2 separate regions of the Hordeum vulgare genome follow, and region 2 is linked to region 1. A link is a contact called in public Hi-C data. All regions are on one chromosome and are shown on one strand. The core of a region is the stretch at or near the end of the contact, and the rest is flanking DNA. Distances in the headings are between cores, read along the strand shown. Region 1 has its middle 130 kb from the start of LOC123401768. Region 2 holds the start of LOC123401768 (ATP-dependent Clp protease proteolytic subunit-like).

What was found. Hi-C and Micro-C count contacts between places; a contact is called where the count stands out from the background.
Region 2: a contact with region 1 is called in a Hi-C map of seedling, with 2.7 times the contacts expected there. The contact joins the promoter of LOC123401768 here to the enhancer-like site in region 1. A contact is called at or near these places in 3 of 6 Hi-C or Micro-C datasets (leaf and seedling) and 1 of 1 datasets of contacts at active chromatin or transcription factors (embryo).

What each region holds. Positions count from the first base shown.
Region 1 is chr6H:385,558,441-385,564,914 of MorexV3_pseudomolecules_assembly, reverse strand. No RefSeq gene overlaps it. Among protein-coding and RNA genes, the nearest start is that of LOC123401768, 130 kb to the left of the region's middle. Within about 2 kb of position 4,179, at least 3 of the 3 cell types and tissues checked have open chromatin away from gene starts, as enhancers often do. A contact at or near this core is called in leaf and seedling, where this site is marked.
Region 2 is chr6H:385,695,101-385,701,934 of MorexV3_pseudomolecules_assembly, reverse strand. It overlaps LOC123401768 (ATP-dependent Clp protease proteolytic subunit-like), which reads right to left and starts at 5,537. Exons shown (of 2, transcript XM_045095622.1): 1 at 4,454-5,537; 2 at 1,544-2,887. The coding sequence starts at 5,376. The coding sequence ends at 4,474.

The sequences.
Region 1 (6,474 bases), core at 2,930-5,429:
AAACATAGTTGTCAAAACTATCTAAAAATACAAGTTGTCTAGCCAAGAGTCAAATGTTGGCTTTCTACATGAAATCCCACAACTCCTTGATGATACATTGCATGAGTAGATAGATTATCCTAAAGTCTTGCTGAGTACTTTTGTACTCACGTTTTCTTAATAAATTGTTGCAGAAGTTGTTAACAACCCTAATGGAGGGTTCTACCTAGACGTTGACGACGACGAGTAGCTGGTGTCCCAGCTACGATCTGGCTCTAGGTTGGGTCTGTAGATAGTCAGGCCATGTGCCTTTATCTTTCCATCTGTCTGTACTCAGACCGTTTTAATCTTCCGCTGGCTTGTAAGACTTGTGTGTATGACTTGTGATGATGGGTCGTGAGACCCCTATCTGTGTAATATTATGTGTGAGGCTTTTCCGAGCCTTCTAAATAAAGTTTGTATGTTTATGGTTATGTTGTGATGCCATCGTTGTATCTATACATATCGGTATGCCATGCGTACGTGTGTTGTACTTGATATGTATGGGGTTCGAATACCTAGTCGTATGCCTTAGTAGCACTCCTTACAGGGAAATGCCCTTTGTGATTCCATCGAGCCATGGTAGTTCGCTACTGCTCCGAACACATTGGTTGACCGGCATGTGTCCTTCTTAGCTGTTGTGTTTGTCCCTTTGGGAAATGTCACGCGTATGTAACGGAGTCCTTGTAGCTTGCTACGACTCGTCTACATTCGCTGATGATCGACACCTGCTTTGCTGGGTCATGTATGCATGTCCCTGTACGGAACTGCCGCTTGAGTTTATGACTAGACATGTCGATCCAGATTCTTTTACATTGGATTGCTAGCAACACAATTGCATACACGACTCAAAAGGCGCAAACGGTCCCGGGTAAGGTGAGGCTGCAACCATGGGGATAACCGTGCGTAAGACCGCAAAGAGATGCGATGTGTCACAGGCTGGATTCCTATGGCTTAGGATCGGGGTGCCGACATTTATATTCACAGTTCCGAGTGCATACGGAATGATTCAAAGGACTAAGCTGAACAGAGAAGCATGGCTATATGGTGAGGAAGGATCCTCCTACACTAATTGTGGCAACATAGAATGTGCAAACCTGTGGAAAATCACGGTGCCATCCAAACTGAAATCCTTCTTGTGGCGTTTGGCGCAACACTCAATACCTACTATGGGTCTTTTGCACCACCGGTATATCTCCACAACCAGTGCATGTCATTTTTGTGGTACAAAGCATACATGGCGACATGCAATGTTAGACTATCCAGTCTCGAGGAACACTTGGGCTTTGGCACATGAATCAATTATTGATCAGCTCACTGCTAATATCAATGATGATGCTAAGAGATGGCTCTTTTTCATGCATAAGAAGTTACCTGCAGATGAGTTCACCACTTTCGTGGTTACCCTGTGAACTTTATGGGGATCTCGGCGAAAGGCAATTTATGAAAATATATACAAGAGCCCAGGAGCGATTAATAGCTTCATGCAGTCTTATCTGAATGAGCTCAGACACATCAAGCCAACTCCAGAACTACCGCAACCTGCATCCTTCGACAGGCTGGCACGCTGGATTGCTCCGCCACCAAGTCTTGTAAAAATCAATGTGGACGCTGCTGTAGGGACAGGGGGCTCTTACGGAGCTATTGGGGCTGTTTGCAGGAATAGAGGCTGGAGTTTCCTTAGGACGTGTGCGTTGGTGTTTCCTACAATCTCTGATCCGGCCATGCTAGAATCACTAGCAATCACATAAGCTCTTTCCTTAGCAGATGATCTTTATGAGAAGAAAATTCAGGTTGCTTCGGATTGCAAAGTGGTCATGGAAGACATCAGCTAGAACAACCCGGCTGTGTATGGAGCGATTCAACATGAAATCATACATCGTTAATCTCTTTTTAATTTGTGTAATATTAGTTATGAGTCTAGGGGTTGGCCGCCATGTTTGGTTAGGTCAGCCCTATGGTCTTGATTTTGTCCCCGTAAACATTATGACGATTGAATAAAAAGCCTCGGAGTTTGTCTAAAAATACTAGCTCATCATCTCCTACCTCCAGAAACGCTCCGTCGCGTACTATTTTTTATTTTTCGGATCTTCACACCGTAGTGCACAAGTGCTTCCACGATTGAGGTGTTGGGACCATGCCAGGGGGTGCCGCACCGAGCGTGCCGACGAGCCTGCATGCATGACCACGATGAAGGTTGATACATCGGCGAGGCAAGCAGGCGAAGACGGCCGATGAGCTGGCTGGCGTCCGACGAGGACCACAACTGCATGCGATGGTAGCCGACGTGGCTTTTTCTCCTCTTTGTGGGGAAAAGGATGATCGTGCGGCTGTAAGAGCAACTCGAACGCACTGACCCAAACGGACGCGCGCTTTGTCTGCTTTTTATCCTTTTGGGTCGGCGAGGCAGACGTGCGTGTCTGCTTTTTCATTTGGGTTGGCACGTGCGTCCAACGGGAGGCGGGCCTATTTATGTGGACGTGGCCAAAACTGACGAATTAAGCATAATTATACATAAATACAAAATTAAAAACTCTAATAAACGCTCGCACGCTGCCCTAGTAAACCGCCTTGCCCTTGCCTTTACCCTTCGTGTCGCCGTCGCCATCATCGATGAGGTCAATGAAGACGGGAGGGAGGTCCAGCCCACCCAAACGCGACATGATAGGACGCCAGGGCAGCCTCCTCCGGCGTGTGCTTCGGTAGCGGCATAGCGGCGAGGCGGGCACGCTTCTCCTCCTCCTCCTCAAGTCGCAGAACCTCCTCGTTGCGACACAACATCTTCTCATATCACATCTGCCGCTCGCCGTGGGCCCCCTCCTCGGCGAGCCAATGCGCCTTCCAGCGCTCAAGGTGGGGCGCCTCTTCTTTCGGCATGGCAGCGTAGTGGCAGGGAGGCGCGCTCACCCACTTGTGGAGCTGTCTCGTCCACGAATAGGACTCCTCCGACCAAGTGAGGGCAGTGGTGACCGCTTGCGCGTGGGAGTTGGCTCGCGCTCTGGCTCGGCCTTGGGCTAGACGAGGGGCGGCGCCGACAGAGGTGGCAGCTCAAACAGGGGCGCCTCGATGGAGTTCCCCGCCGCACACAAAGCTAGGGCTTGCTCCAGCCCATCCCAATGGGCGTCCTCCTCGAGTCGGTTCGCCTCTAGCGAGTGTTGCACGACCTCCTCGAGGGTGATTGGTACTCCGCCTCCGCGTCCTCTTCCTTCGGTTGTACCTGTAGGGGCTGCGGTGGAAGGTCGTGGTTGATGTGGACATCGAGGCGGCGCTCCTCCTCGTGCTCTAGCGGAAACTAGCGCTCCCAATTGGGGGAGTCTGGCCAGTCACGCATGTCATGCTGCTCCGGCGTGAGGAGCTCATGGCGCCGGCGAATCTCCTCAGCGTGCACCCACGCGGACCGCGGTGCCACCGGGATGGGGATGCGATGCGGGTCCAGATGTCAGTCGTACGGCAAGTTCACATGTGGATATGACAAGGGTTGGCGGTACTGCCAGTGCCACTGCGCCTGGTGGACTCGGATGTACAGTCGCTCCTGCTCCCGCGGTGGAGTGTCGTGCCTAGCCGACGGCGACGTAGTAGGGTGCCCGCAGGAAGAGCTCGCTCCGATGCTAAACCTCCCTTCTTCCCTCCCTCACCGTTGAAGAATCCCATGGCTCGCTGGCTAGGGTTTCCTGGTCGCCGACGAGGGAGCAAAGGTGGCTAGACATGGACGGTGGTTGTGGATGAGGCCGGCTCCGCCGCACGCGTGCATTAAAAAGGACGGGCATGCGGCCCTTCTGCACACTGCCACGTGGGCCCTATGTTGGTGGTCGTTAGAAAAATGACCACGGGTGGTAGTTGTGCGGCTGACATGCAGAACGGCGAGGAACGCCGAGGGAACGTGCGCACTTTTATCCGGATCAACCGAAACAAACGCAGACGAGCGATTTGTATAGCTGCGTTGGAGTTGCTAACTGCTCAGACCGACTGGCCGAATCTTTCGGCAGGCGCCGGCGCTACTAGTACTCGGCTTGGCTGAAGGGGATGGGCCTTGGCGTTTCTCTACACAGGAAGACGGGCACACGGACGGAACGAGTGGTGAAGCAACCATCGTAGTCCGTTAAAAACTGCATCCAAATACGTGTCTCAATCTAACACCGCACCAGTATTAGCTATGACTACCGCATCGTGCAACGGCTGAGACAGGTCCAGGTCGGCCGTGGGAACAGCACCTCCCGCCGTGGAAGCCGCAGTGGCGGCTGTGCGACGTGCACGTAGTCACGTACGCGTGTTTGAGAGACTCATCCGCGGAGGAACGCTCAGTTGGCAGTTGTCTACGTTTTTCTGCTGTCCGTGACGGTCGAGGTCGCCGTCGTCCCAGGCTCACAGCGCACGTTTATGCCTTCTTTCTTTCTAGGTTTCTTTAGTGTATCTTTAAAGGGATAATTCGATTTATGCTCCTAGTTATGTTATACTTGATTGTTTTACTCCTAATTTTTAAAAGTCATTGGTTCTGGTCAAGTCATTTCATTCCTTTTATGCTTTTGTCCTTTGACTGTTTGATCATCAGTTTGAAAACTTCATAAGTAATTCATACTAAATCACAAAAATGCAAATAAGATATCAAAATGTTCGAAAAAAACATCATCTGTATGTCAGTGTCATTTGCATTTATGACAAAGGTGTTGTAAAGTGTCCATCCGAATTTTAGGTCTTATGATACCATCATGAATAGTAAAATATAAATTTTTTGATTTTTTTAAGAAAAGTTGGTGGCAAAGAATGACAAATATTTTAAATGTTTGCCAAGTTTCATCAGCGGATGACATTCGTGAAAGTCGTGGCAAAAGAAACAATCAGCACTCCAAATAAATTGTTTTTTGACATGACTTTCACGAATGTCGTTCCTTGATGAAACTTGGCAAGCACTTAAAACATTTGTCATTCTTTGCCATCAAATATTTTTTAGAATTTTTTGATATTTTTTATATTTTACTATTCATTATGGTATCATAAGAGCTAAAATTCGGATGGGCATTTTTCAACACCTTTGTCATGAATGCAAATGACAATGACATATATGTGATGTTTTTCCGAACATTTTGGTATCTTATTTGCATTTTTCTGATTTAGTATGAATTAGTTATAAAGTTTTCAAACTGATGGTCAAACGGTGCAAAAGCATAAGAGAAGCGAAGTGACTTGGACAGGACTGGTGACTTTTGAAAATTAGGGGTAAAACAATTGAGTGGGACAAAACTAGGGGCATAAATCTAATTATCCCATCTTTAAATTGGACCCGTAAACTTTCTCATTTAAGAACGATAGCACGGAAGCGACCTCTTATTGACGTCGATATTGAAACGGCTCGCTGGTGGAGGGCATCATTCGCGATGCGTTTTCGGTGTCCGCATCTGTTCAATGCTGGATACATGTGACAAGCCGGAACGGAACGGGACAGATATCTATCATGCCCGTTCAATGCCCCGTCTATCCTTACGTCGTCATTAACCAGGCTCGTCGGCTGAAACACCCACTCCGGCGTCCCGCATTGATGAATGGCCTCACCGAAATACCCTATTAAAGGACCAGCTATCTTCACAACACAACACATGTGCTCCACATTCTCTTCACATTTTCCTCCCTTGCACCACATGCACAATGACTACAAGCGGTGATGCTATGTGGGACAACCATTCCCCGGAGATGTAGCAGGAGGTGGCAGCCCTTGCCGCCGCCTGGCAGAGCCATCATGCCAGACGGATCGAGGCCATCTTGCCGGACAGCTCGCCCGAGGTCTGTGACGAAGACGAGGACGACACCACGATGCAGACGGGCTCCGATGACACCGTCCCGGCTCCCGTATCTCCTATGCACTCCGGCTAGACCATGGCGCAACCGTAGGCGCACTACAACGCCGCCATGATGGAGGGGCAGCCTACACCAACGCGTACATCGACGTTAGAGCGGGTGATGGAGCAACATCGACTCACATTGGGTTAGATCGAGGGCGAGCGCGCGAGCTAGGAGCGGCGGACATGATCGTGACGAACCCGAACTTCATCGCGAAGAAGCGTGCCATCGATGATTCCATCCACGCTCAAGCCGCCGCTCGCTAGGAAGCAGCCACCGTGGAGATGCAGTTGCACGATCGCGGAGGAGAACAACGTAAGGTGCGCCTCCTACTCGCTGTCGACGAACCATCATGCGTCTCGGTGTGACGATGATAGCCAAGGTGCCACCATTTCCCTCGTGGACCTCACGTCCACCGGTGATGGACAAGCCGCAGACTCCTCCGAGGATGAGTAGGGCATGGGAGGCGGCATGGCATTGTGGCACATGTGGGCCAGTTCATCTCCCGTATTGTACTCTTCCTCGCCAAAGACCACACATTCACTTCCTCGGCCTTATCGCCGGTGCTCATGGAGATGGTGGATGAAGGACGACACGGGCTTGGACGCAGGGCGTCGCCGTCGT
Region 2 (6,834 bases), core at 4,288-6,787, 140 kb before region 1:
CAACCTATTTATTGCTAAACATAACTTGTTGAAGAAAGTCAAAAATTGATAGTTGCGTATTCAACCCCTGAATGCATCAATAAATGCATGCACTTGATGGGTCAAGTTATTTGACCCTTCTTATCCCACTCATTTGTGGTTTATATTTAATGACCTCTTGATCTATAGCAAAGATGATGATGAACCCTTTGGTCAAATTTGGAAGATGCTCACAGTTCTCTTGGAAAATGAGCTCTACGTCAACTTGAAGAAATATGTTTTCCTACAAACACATCTTTTATAGGATATTTCATAACATGTGAAGGCATTCATATTGATGATTCTAAGGTTGAAGTAATCATCAAAAAACCAACTCAAAGACCATTTATGAGGTAATAAGTTTTCATGACCTTGCAACTTTCTATAGATGATTTGTGAACAATCCAACGCTATCATGGCATCAATTGCCGAGTGTTTGAAGAAACAAAAGTTCCAATGGACAAAAGTGGCTAAAGGCTAGTTTCAATGAGATTAAGCAAAAACTGAGACAAGCTCATGTCTTGGTGCAACCTGATTTCAACAAGACTTTTGAGTTAGAGTGTGATGCAAGTGGAGTAACCATCCGAAGAAAGGAAACATATTGATTTCTTGAATGAGAAGGTAAGTGGAACTATACATAATGAGTACTTAACAACAAGAATTGCATGCGGTTTTCCGAGTTTTCAAAACTTGGGAAGTCTATTTGCTACCTAAAAAGTTTATCGTTTATACTGGCTACCAATTCCTCAAGCATCTTAGAAATCAAAAGCACATTGGTAGCATGCTAGCAAGATGGGCCACATATTTGGAAAGGTTTAACTACCTCACTGTGCATAAATATAAAGCAACTAATTGAGTAGTTGATGTTTTGAGTCGTCGTGCATTTCTCTTGACTTATTTTCAGGCCGAACTTTCAGGCATGGATCGAATAAAGGAATTATATGAGAACGATGAAGACTTCGATCATGTCAATAGGCTAGCCATTAGGTGATGAATATTTGGTGCAAGATGGCTATCTCTTCAAAAGTGATCGTTTGTGCATTCCAAAAAGGTTTCTACATGACAAACTGGTTAGTGCATTCCAAAAAGTTATGTAAGTGACAAACTGATTAGAGAGCTCCATTCAAATGATCTTACTAGTCATGTTGGGCAGCACAACGCTGACGTTAACCCAGAGGCGTGTTTCAACACATGTGGTAGATTTGGTTAAGCTCCAATCAAGGAACACATGTGGTAGATTTGGTTAAGCTCCAATCAAGGGAAAACTCAAAATCATAATTGTCATTTGCTGATAACTACACGAGATTATTAAAAAAACATGAATGGTGTTTTGAAAGCGTAAAATCAGGAATATAAATAACTCACTGGCTGCTTAAAGAGCGTGAAATCATCCAAGTTCGTGATAAGTGATGATTTATCTCCAAAAAGAAATACCATCATTAGGTGTTAAAGGGAAGGCCATGTATCAAAGGTATCTTCCATTCTCTAGTATGATAAAGACAAATGACAATGCGTATGTAAAATATTTTATGATAAAGACAAATAACAATATTTATGTGAAATATTTTTCAAGCGACATGGATATATCCAACGATGTTGTGGATTGACTCTCTACTACGTTGGATGAAGATAAGCAGAGGCCCATTTCTCTTCTCTATTATGAGAAGAAGCGCTCTATGAAAGATAACCCGAGGCCCAATTCTTTTCCATCGTCTCCATTGAGTTTGTTTTTACATTCGAAATGAGCTCCCATCACCGCATCTGCCCGGCTTGGGCCCTCGCCTGGCCTCCCCTGCCTCAACCATTGGAGGTGTTTCCGATTTCTCAAAAAAATAAAGCGAAGGCACTTCCACCGGTGAGCTTGGCCATGGAGGTGCTTCCATGGGGCTGCGAGCATGACCATTTCTAGCCAGCTCGAGCCATCGTCTGACCTCTCCCGCCTCCTCCCATGAAGGCCCTCCCATGGGAGAGCTTGGCCATGAAGGTAATCGAACAAGCCATGATGTGTGAAATCAATCAGTATCAAACCGAGGCCCAATTCTTTTCTATCGTCCCCATTGAGTTTGTCTTTACATTCGAAATGAGCTCCCATCGCCTCCCCTGCCTCAACCAGTGGAGGTGCTTCCGATTTCTCAAAAAAATAAAGCAAAGGTGCTTCCACCAGGGAGCTTGGCCATGGACGTGCTTCCATGGGCTGCGAGCATGACCACTTCTAGCCAGCTCGGGCCATCGTCTGACCTCTCCCGCCTCCTCCCATGAAGGCGCTCCCATGGGAGAGCTTGGTCATGAAGGTACTCGAACAAGCCATGATGTGTGAAATCGGTCAGTATCAAACCTCCTGAGAATCAAAGTTCAACACCGGTGTAGGTGATAATAACCAAGGACCTAGAAAAAAATGGTTTATCCCATTTTACGGGATCTATTCAGTTCTTCTTTTCTCAACCAAAACTCAACTTTCTGGATTTGACCACTATTCCAGGATATGCTAGAGATGCTCTTACCAAAAGCCTTATAAAGATCCTCACCTCTAGTTTTTAAATCAGACCATATACCCCATATTATCTAAGATCTTGGACTGCATCTTGTGCTTTGGGAGTATTGGCTTGAACTTTTGATGTGCTTTGGGAGTTTTGGATTGAACTTTTGCTGTCATATCACCCCATATATAGCGCATCACATTGAGGTAGTTCCTCGATAACCTTGTGTTATTTCATTAACCCCAGAAAATACCAAAAAGGTATGTTAGGCTGCTTCACTAAACCCAGAAAATACCAAAAAGGCGCTCCGAGTTCTTGCGTCTGTTTCCGTTGCATTCCACTGATTCGTGTATTTCCAATGTAGTGTGCACTCAACATGTTTGTTCATTTGCCTGTAGAAGCTCGTGTGAGAATCTTAGTTCCCAGCCCACCGGGAAAGAGGAGGACGAGGGAGACTCAGGCAACAATAAATTCCAGAGACATCCCACTGTATAATGTTATCGACAACACTAGGTACTAGTACTCCGTATGATCGGTTCAGCCAAGTGAAGATATACTACTGCAAACTGCCTATTTTGAATAGAAAAAAGTGAATACCCTGGTTTGACAAACAGAGCTGACAAATACCTCACTTTACAAGAGAGCAAACCTCTAAAATGCATATTCCACTATATCCAATCCAATTCATCAAGGAGAGCAATTAAATTATGAAAGCTGCACTTTTGTAATTACTACTCCCTCCGTCCCAAAATAAGTGTCTTAAACTTGGTACAACTTTAAACTAGATCTAGTACAAAGTTGAGGCAGTTATTTTGGGACAGAGGGAGTATATCACTACCTACAGGCAAAATCGCAACATGACAGGGTGCCTAAGTTGGGTGGCTGCACAGGCATTACTCTTTAGAACACTGTTTCTAGGTATGGAACTTGGTCTCGTTCATAGGTATATACTGCAAGCCTGCATCATCGTTGAGCAGATATGTATTAATAAAGTGCTGCCAGTGTTCTTGGTCAAGATTACTGAATGGTAAACTGACAACTGTCCAACACATCCTCGCGTTACAATGTTAGACCTCATGACAGTGGCAGAGCTAGCCACCAGCTAATGGGTGTGCATATTTCACTAAAAATCACAAGTTTACTAGAGTTTTCAGTTTATTTCATGCATATATGTTTATTATACATGGATAGTCAACGTTTTTTGCACAAATAATGGGTTTGCATTTGTACACCCATGCCTCATGACCCATGATAGCTCAAGGCTGAAGCGCCTGATGAATCACATAGCTTGTATCTGAACTAACTCAACACCACATAATGTACTTAGAATTCTACCTCCAAATTGTATAGCTTAATGGTTGACCAAATATTGACACTTCTAGACATGCTAAACAATTCTTCGAAGTTGGTTAACCCAGCCATCTCTAAACATTGTGCTCCTAATAACAGTGAAAGTAAGTAACTCTACATAATGAACTACACTTCTGCTAAGGCCTCTTGGCTTGAGTGATTCTGGAAATTAACCTTATAGAGAACAAAAACATTGGACAATGCCATAGTGATGTTGTATGCTGGTTAGCCTAAACAGAAAGGAAAAGAATGACAAACGATGGATTTCTAAGTACATCATATACTACATATAAAGAAAACATCGTCATAACACTAATTGGTTGTTGACAGAAAACAAAGAAAATCTCATGCGTTAAAAGGAACAACATGTTTTTGATGTTGTGACCTGAAATTGATCGTATAACGGACATTCAACACGCTATCAATTTATATCAGTATCAAAGGAATGAAATCCCTTTTACGAGTTGCAATAAATACCAGCAATAGCTCAGTTCAGGCAATTGAAACAACAGGGAGGAGATACCAAGTTGACCTGTTGTATTAGGAATCATCAAAACTTAGATCTAACAACAAACAACATAGCCACCGGACTCAGAAAAAGGTTTCACCTTTGTGGCCTGGCCACCCCTCATACCGCCGAGGGCTCCTCCATATCCCTGTCCCTGCCACGGCCGTTGGGGCCGCCGCCCCCACCGTGGTGAGGCGGGTCAACGGCACTGAGGCCCTCAGGCATGAGGGAGGCCGGGCGGTTCTCGATGACCTCGTCTATAAGCCCCCATTCGCGCGCTTCCTCGGGGTCCATGAAAAGGTCACGCTCCATGCACTGCTCGATCTTGTCGATGTTCTGGCCCGTGTGCTTGGCGTAGATCTTGTTGAGGCGGTCGCGCAGCTTGAGGATCTCCTTGGCCTGGATGGCGATGTCGGTGGCCTGTCCCTGCGCCCCGCCGGAGGGCTGGTGGATCATGACCCTGGCGTTGGGCAGCGCCCGCCTCTCCCCGCGCGCGCCGGCGGCGAGCAGGAGCGACCCCATGGAGGCGGCCTGGCCGATGCAGATGGTGTTGACGGGGCAGCGGATGTACTGCATGGTGTCGTAGATGGCGAGCCCCGCGGTGACGACGCCCCCGGGGGAGTTGATGTAGAGGCTGATGGGCTTAAGCGGGTTCTCGGACTCGAGGAAGAGCAGCTGCGCGACGACGAGGGACGCCGTCTCGTCGGCGATGGGCCCGTGGATGCATACGATCCGCTCCTTGAGCAGGCGGGAGAAGATGTCGTAGGCCCGCTCCCCGCGGGAGGTGGTCTCGACGACCATGGGCACGAGGCCGTACTCCCGGACGGAGGAGTAGCCCTCCGGCTCCGGCGGCTGGTAAGGCGCCGAGGAGAAGAAGGCCCGCGGCGGGGCAGCGACGGCGAGCCGGCGCGGCGCGGGCCCGTACGGGCCCGGGCTGGCGGAGTTGGGCCTGGACCTGGGCCTCGGCGCGAAGGCAGGCAGCGGGGAGGCGCCGGCTAGGTTGGCGACGGCGGAGGTCGTCATGGCTGCTACTGGTCCTGGGGTGGGGATTTGTGGTCGGATGTGAGGCGGAAATAGCAAGGGAGGACTTATACCAAGGAAGGGGAAGGGAAAGGGGGTGAGGGTGGAGAGTGTGAAACGGAGGAAACGGATAGGGGTGAGACGAGACGTAGAGACGGTAGTTGCGCTTCGATCCGGCGGATCGGATCCTTTCTTTTCTTCTCGCCGGTACGGGGTGGAGTGGGGGCTCGGTGTTCCTCTCCCTGCCGTGTCTTGTTGCTTCTCCGTCCGGCCCTTCGCTTGTTTTCCACGAAAGAATTTTGCGGCCCACAGAAGTGGGAGAGTTGTAGCTGGGTTCTCTACCTTCCTATTGATTTCGTTTGGGTGCTCCTCATAACACCCACACGTGTAATCGTTAACAAGCGTTGTCTACATGTTTTGTGTGATGTGTAAGGAAAATAATCCATATGTTTGCGTGTGAATGAAACAGTTAACGTCCACACGTCCGGCCTTCTACCTCGTGACACATACATCTGGCCTGCCACCTTACGGCCCCGCATGCCCCCGCGTGACAGTTTCACTCAGTTGCCATGTAATACTGGAAAGACATGACAACTGACAGCATGCGGGCACGGTCGGTTCCACTCAATTATCATGTAACACAAAGAAGACATGGCAACTGAGAAGCATGCGAATACGACGAGTTCCACTCAGTTGCCATGTAACACTGGGAAGACATGTCAACTGACAGAAATGCGGGCGCAACAGTTCCACTCACTTGCTATGAGGAACAACGGTGGAGCTATGTAGTGTCTTGGGGGGATGTGGCCCCCAACATTGAACCAATTTGTGAAGAAAAAAATATGTGAGGGCTTAGATGAGATTTTTTTAAGCTTTTGCCCCCCCCCAAACCCTTGTATTTTAAGTTTTGCCCCTCCCCCCCATCCATTTTTGTCTAGCTCCGCCACTGATGAGGAAGACATGGCAACTGACAGACATGCGGGCATGGCAGTTCCACTCAGCTGCCATGGGGAAGACATGGCAACTGACACGCATGCGGGCACGACAGTTCCACTCTGTTATAATGTAACACCTGGAAGACATGGCAAACTGACACGCATGCAGGCGTGTGGGCGCGGCGTCAGTTCCACCATACGTCGGGTTGGCAGCCGCGTGTGGACGTGCGCGAAACACGCGTGTGGGCGAACGCCTTAACGCCCACACACCAGCCCCTTCCTACGTGGCACGGAAAACCTGCCAAAAAACGTCAAGATTAGTGCAAACCACAAACGGACGTAGATTCATGCGTGTGTGCGGTTTGCAAACGCCCACACGTGTGGGCGTTATCTTTTCTCTTTTGTTTTTGTTATGTTGTTGTGTGCAGCAGGCTCGGTAAGGTTTGTTTGGCTGAATGAAAATGTTTCGGCCCAGCGCGTCGGCCGAACTCTACGCCGGACGCACGAGACCCACGCGATCGTATGA